Linked DNA regions of Gossypium hirsutum: region 1 is linked to region 2. Evidence: chromatin contacts called from public Hi-C data. All regions are on one chromosome and are shown on one strand. Each heading gives the region's core, a stretch centred on a gene start, on an enhancer-like site or on the middle of the called end of the contact. The rest is flanking DNA. Distances are from core to core; before and after follow the strand shown.

Evidence for each region. Hi-C and Micro-C count contacts between places; a contact is called where the count stands out from the background.
Region 1: a Hi-C map of leaf shows a contact between it and region 2, with 1.8 times the contacts expected there. The contact joins the enhancer-like site here to the promoter of LOC107891973 in region 2. A contact is called at or near these places in 7 of 34 Hi-C or Micro-C datasets (callus, fibers, leaf and 1 more).

What each region holds. Positions count from the first base shown.
Region 1 is chrD09:28,462,519-28,466,026 of Gossypium_hirsutum_v2.1, reverse strand. No RefSeq gene overlaps it. Among protein-coding and RNA genes, the nearest start is that of LOC107891971, 43 kb to the left of the region's middle. Within about 2 kb of position 1,561, at least 2 of the 9 cell types and tissues checked have an H3K27ac peak or open chromatin away from gene starts, as enhancers often do. A contact at or near this core is called in fibers and leaf, where this site is marked.
Region 2 is chrD09:28,415,168-28,418,763 of Gossypium_hirsutum_v2.1, reverse strand. It overlaps LOC107891973, which reads left to right and starts at 2,296. Exons shown (of 1, transcript XM_016816907.2): 1 at 2,296-3,596. The coding sequence starts at 2,557.

The DNA of each region.
Region 1 (3,508 bases), core at 312-2,811, 48 kb before region 2:
ATAAATAATGTTTTGGCTAAAATAATGAAATTAAATGCAAAAAAATTTTAAATTTATTCTGAGTTCAATTTAATTTTGGAGAATAAAGGTTTAAATATAATTTAAGTGATCTTATCAGTAAAATAAACATCACATCAAGAGCAGTTACCCGTAAAAGACACCTCCTAACATTTTAGTGTAAAATACTCTTACTTTTCTTAGGTTTAGTACAAAATGCACTTACACCTATGATTTCTACAGTGCCTACTGACACTTCCCATTGGGTTTAGAGTAAAATACATTTATACTTATGATTTTAAGAATGCCCTCATAAGCTCTCTTAAAATCTACTTTCTGAACAAATTTCAAATATAATAACAACTATACCGTTATTATTATTTATAATTAAAATTTAATGGTAACTAATTAATTAGTTGCCATCATTTTGAAGGTTTTAATGAAAAATAAATTGATAAAACATAAAAAAATCATTATAAACTTATTGTATATAATTAAAATTTAAGTAATTAACATGTACTTACATAAAAAAAATTAAATAAACTTATAACTAATGAAATCATAAGTTAATGGATAAGTTAAGGCCCTTAGAATATTAGGGTGTAATATTCAAGTATTTATTCTGGTTTATATCCCATCATATTTCGGTCAAGTATAGGTTCATTCTGATTTAGGTTTAGATATATTTTTCTTATCATTTTAATAATGTATTATAATGATTAATTCTACTTATAGTTATTTAGATCTATTCTTTGTAATTACAATATGACTGCTTTTAATTTAACAAAAAATTAGATATATTAATTGAAAATTAAATTATGTTTAACATAAAGATTATATTAGAATTCTAAAGCAATTTATAGTTTTATTTAATAAGAAATGAAATGTTTTGTATAACTAATAGATTTTTATTGTTTTTAATAGAAAATTATTGAGTATCTATAATACATATAAAAGCATCATTTTGGAGAAATTTTTAAACTGATAATAATATCTTTTATTATTAATTAGATTACTAAATTGATATTAAAATTAATTTATTAATATAATAATAAAAGTAGCATTAATTATATATTAATTAATATGGTAGTTAAAATTAATATTTAGCAGAATCTTATTAGGTCAATATTTTATTAATGCAAAAAAGTCATAAACTGAAACGTAAATCTTAACATTAACTTCAATTATAAAACAAATTTGTAGACATGTAATAATTATTGAATCCCACTATCCGTTGAAAATTATTGAAGCAGATAAGGGACATAAATAAATGTGTATCCAAAAAAAACAGCTGTTGGGCAAAGCTTCACACATTTCAAGTTTTCTGCTCCATTAATTTGGCAATTCACCCATAATGGGCCCACCCTCAAACCTATCGACTGCTAAACCCTAAAAAATTGAATGTTTATTAAAGTAATTTATTTTTTGTAATAACTTATTAAGTAAAATTTTGGAAATAGATTGAAAAATCCAAAAATGGTGGGAGGTGCAAAGCAAATGGGTTTGGTCTACAGGCTGTTCTTATTATGCAGAAAAGGATGAGTAGTGAAAAAGAAAGGGCAGCCAGCTGAGCTAATTTGTGTAAAACCAAAAACAGTCATTGCTTGGCTGTATTCACACTTCACAGGTGTGTGTGTGTTTGTTTGATGAATTTCAGTCAATCTCAAATCCTAATTTCATTTCTTTTTATGCTTTTGCTTTTGGCCTTTTTCCATTCACTTTGCTCTTTTTCTTTTGACGTGGTGAAAACTGTTCTAAATATAATATTTTTTTAAATATCTATTTTATTTTCTTATACACTATCAGAACTATTAGCCTCTCCTCAACACTAAACGAAAAAATAAATGTATTTTTTGGAATCACATTTTCCCATCTCCCATATTAATAATTATATTAATATCAATCGAGTTAATATGTAGCCAAAATATAAAAAATAATTAATTTCTCGAAAGTTATTTTTGTTTTGCTTCACCTCAAGAGAGAATCTAAAGGGTAAGTTATGGTCTTGACTTCTAAAAATAAAAAATTATATTTTAACCTCTTAAAATTTATTAAATTATAAATTTATATATATGATAATATTATGCTGTCTCTCAAGATGAAAATAAATTTATAGAATATTTTCTCAAAATATAATGAAATAATAAATTAAAACATAATAATTTTATATTTTAACTTTTTAAAAACTCAATACCAATATTTCTTAAAATATTTTCTAGATTCGTGCTTCTGCACTAAAAATGGCTTCTACGGTAAAATGTTTTACAAACCAAAGATCGAAAACCGATGACTCCTGTTGACGATGATATTTTTTTAAAAAGAATATCAAAAAAGTGAGCAAATCTCTCTTCTTCTTTTTTAATATTTTAGAGAAAAAAAATCCAAAAAACTGTAGCAAATTTTTTATTATCACGACTATGGCAAACATGTATCATAAATCCTTGACAATTAATATAAAATATAGTTTTATATAAATACTAATATAAAAGAAAAAAAGTTATAAATGAATTCAATTGGTGAATATAAAAAAATATTAAAAAACATTGGAAGTTAATATGTATATATTTTTAGAGATAAATTTTAAAATTATGCTTCACGATATTAAATGTCCATTGTAAAATAAATTTTGTTTTTATATAATTATATACATCGAAATTTGTTTTTAATTATACTTCACTAATATCATTATCTGTTGAAAAATACGAAACTAAAATTTGGTGTTAGGGGGAGTGCTCATTCCCCTACCCACCAAATCTATATGGAGACAGTTTCCTGTTGGCAATTTATTGAACTGATTGTTTGGGCTATGATGATTATATAGACGATATCTAGCCCGTTATGGAAAATCATATCACTTGAAAATCATATATTAGTGATTGGATTGAATAAGATTACCCTTATTTAATCCTTTGAATCAATGAAGTTGGATTAGATTGAATCACTAAAGACTTATCTGCCAAGAATCCTAGTTTATGTTGTTAATTATTATTATGTTGTATTTAGCTTATATAGTGCTTGTTTTATAGGGATTGTGATAGATCTTTTTATGTAAGCAAGTCTGGATAAATTTTTTTATAATTGAGAACTTGTGTAGGTTTATGAACAGAGAGAATTGGGCCACTAACCTATTCTAAGTGAGGAACCTTATTGTATGTATGCATATTGATAATAGAACCTTTTTATTGTGGTTTTACTTGCTAAATTCACAAGGGGTGAATTTAGTGGTGAGAGTATCTAGTCTTCAAGGTATAAATGTGAGGTAAATTGTCATAGGGTGTGTGATAGATTAGGATCACTTGTTGTAAGTGTTGAAAGTAGTGGATATTTCTCACTGAGCTAGGCTCTGCATGTTGGATCTGGTCCCAAAGTGTAGTATTTTCGTTTATGTACACTTGTAATTTTTTCGAACAGATTGGTTAATAAAATTATTCATCAATTTCATTAATACTTTGTATATTTTCCTCACATGGGTTTTGCATGTAAAGCAAAATAGAAGCAAATATTAGCTCAC
Region 2 (3,596 bases), core at 1,047-3,546:
TATTAATTATATATTTGATAACTTCATTCATCAATCATCACATATAAATTATACTTTGTAGATTTAATCATTTTAGAAAAAAAAAAGAGTAAATTATACTATTAGTCACTAAATTATAGGTTAGTTTTTATTTTGGTAAAGTAATTAAAAAGGTCACAATTTGATCATTGAATTATTCAAAAGTTTTCATTTAAGTCATTAAGCTGTTAAAATCGATGTTATATGGCTCTCTCTGTTCGCATTGCCTGTACCAATCAAAAGCTCTCTTTCTCTTTCTCTTCTACAGTCTAATTTTTTTTATAACAACTTTGGACATCTCAGATCTATGAACCAAAGTTTAAATAGTTTTTTTCTTTGGTCTCTAGTATTGACTGTCAAATCCACTTGGATCTAAGGTATGTTCTTCTATTTGTCAATGGGTATTGATTCATGATACCAATCATCAAATTGTCGCTTAGAGCTCGATGGCAACACTTTATTTTTTTTAAAAAAAATTGATAGGTCAGTAACTTAAATAAAAACTTTTGAATAATTTAATGACCAAATTATAATTATTTTTAGCTAAATGACTAAAATAAAAAATTATCCCTGATTTAATGACTAATAGGTTATTTACCCTAAATCCATATCCACATTAACTTTATATAATTTAATTTACTACTTTAAATCTCTCTCTCTCTCTCTCTAATGATGACCTACAAAATAAAAGACCTACAAAATGATGGAACATGCAACCATTCCCTTAGATACTGTTGTGGAAAGACAGCCCTTTTGTCCTTTTTGTATGTCCCAACACATCATGTGAGCATTTTTTCACTTAGGAAAATAAAAATTCTGCCAACCATATTTAATAACATTGTGAATTGACATTAGTGCCCATCCCCTACCCCACACACCGACGCCATTCCCAACCCTGTCTCTTTCCCGTCTCGGTGCCGTATTGGGCGCTTCTAGATTATGTACCTCGCTGTCATTCCTGTTAATGATAAGGGTATTATCGGCAACATGCAAAAGTTATCATCCCTTTCTGAAAATTCAGTTGATTTCATTAAGATTTGCTTTTCCGGTATTTCTCTTTCGTAAATTTTCTTTAAAGATTATTTTCAGAAAGAAAAAAAAACAACTTTTTGAAATGAAAAATTATTTTTCACGTTAAAAAAATATGTTTTTCATGAAATTTTAAAAAAATAAAACTTAAAATATATATATTTTTTAAATATATACAAACATACTTGGAAATTTTGAATTTTTTACATCAATTATGAAAATTGAAATTTTTTATATATCATGTATAAAAAAACTCACTCTTAATATTGACTATAAAAAGCAGTAATAACTTATGTTTATTTCCTAAGAAATGTTTGACATATTTTAATGGAAAATGATATGTTTTATCATCAATAATTTATAAAAAATATAATCTTATTTTTATTTTTTAATTCCTTTTTTCAAGTAGTGTATGCTGTTAATTCTTAAACTACAACTATTAAAAATATTAAAAAAATATACTTATAAAATTATTTCAACAAATGATTATTAGTGTAGTAGTAGGAGATTTCTATTTGAATTTATTAGCATTGTGATTGATTCTCAAATCAATTTTTTATTATTATTTTATTTGAAATATTATAAAAAATATTAAAATTTAAAAGTACTTTTATAATAATATTAATTATCAGTGGCAAAGTATAATTTTTAATAATTTATATCTTTATAATTTTTAATAGTTTATATCTTTATAATTTTTAAAGAATTCAATCAAATTTTTATTATTTTTTGGAAGCCAAAGTATAATTTTACCATTACTAATTTAAAATTTAATAAATTGTAAAGGGCCTAAATGAAAAAATTTTTCATTTAAATCAAAGTATTTAAATGATTTTACAACTAAATTAGTGTTAAGTTTACTTGTGATACTAACTCAATCAGCCAATTTATATAAACATAGATACAAATTGATGACACTAAATGAAAAACTATTTTTCAAAGAATAAGTATATTTTAGTACTTATTTATTGAGGTTTAGAAGACTAAAATCCTTTTTAAAGTTATTTTTATAAATTTAATTTAAATTGTATTATATCAACTTAACTTATTATATTAAATTTAATTATAATGGTATAAATCAATATATATTTTTTATAAAAAAAAAGGTTTTTTTTTCACCATGACATGGGAGAATCCTAATAAAACCAAACTGGTCTTAAAAAGTTATTGTTAATGTAGGACGCTAATTTTATAATATAAATGAGTTAATACTATATATACACGTATACACTTAAAAGAGAAACAAGGGAAGAATTTTCTTTGATTTCATAAGCCATCTATTTTGGAGCATATTCGGTAAGAAAATAACAAATTTACAGTTGTTTCCCTCGTTTTTTTCCAATTTATTTTCATTGATAAAATCAAAACTTTTATTGGAATGTGCTTTGTCGTCAAATTATAGTCTTTCTTGGTTGTCTTTTTTTGAATAAAAAAAAACAGATTTCATCGTTCTTCCTTGGTGGTAAAAAGAAAAAAGGGTTTCTTTTGTTTGTTTTTTTTTCTCTAAAGATGCCGGAGAAAGGAGGGAGCTTTGTTCCAGTTCATCAATGGCGTCTTGGTTTGTTAACAGCTTTGGTTCTGGTTGGTATGGTGGTGGTTTGGAGCATAGATGGCTGCACCATCAAAACCTTCGTCCAATCGTGGCAGTTTAAACAAGATTACATCACCCTGAAAGTTAACTCCTTTGCTAATATCAATCAAACCCACCAAAATTTTTCACATTCTCTTCGAAATATTACCTTAAATCCAACTTTAAACACTACCCATTTCCCCTTTTTGAATGTTAATTCTTCCCTTGAAACCAAAAAATCAAGCTTGAACTGGGTTTCAGCTGAGCTTGAGAACAACTTCACTGCAAATCTGTTGAGTAGGTGGCTGGCTGAAGGAGGGGAGCCTTGTAAGGACTCTAAAACAGTGGAAATCAAGATTCCTGGCTTGGATAAGGATGATTTAGTGGAGTTATCAGCTGGTGAACTCCATTATTTCATGTTTCAAGCAGTGGATGAATCTGGGAATGGTCGTTGTTTAGGTGGGGATTACTTTGAATTTGATCTTTCAGGAGATTCATGGAAATCAAGGCCTTTGGTGAAAGATTTTGGGAATGGTACTTACTCAGTTTCACTTCAAGTTCATCCTGATTTTGCCGGTGACTATAATCTCACTATTATTTTGCTTTTTAGACATTTCCAAGGTCTTAAATTTTCACCTGCAAGATTTGCATATGATAAACAATTGCGCCATATGAAGATTAGGTTCTTTAGGACTAAAACTCAATTGCCTGAATTGCAAATTTGTCAAAAATCTGATTTCAATAGAGATGTTTGGTCTGGTAGATGGACTAGACATGGTAAGAATGATGGTTGTCGGATTAGTAACGACGGTCGGTATCGATGCCTGGCACCGGATTTTCCATGTCGGAATCCGTGGTGCAATGGTTCCTTAGGGGTTTTAGAGAGTAATGGATGGGTGTATTCGAGCCATTGTTCGTTCCGGTTGTTTACGGTTGATTCCGGTTGGGATTGTTTGAAGAATAGGTGGATTTTCTTCTG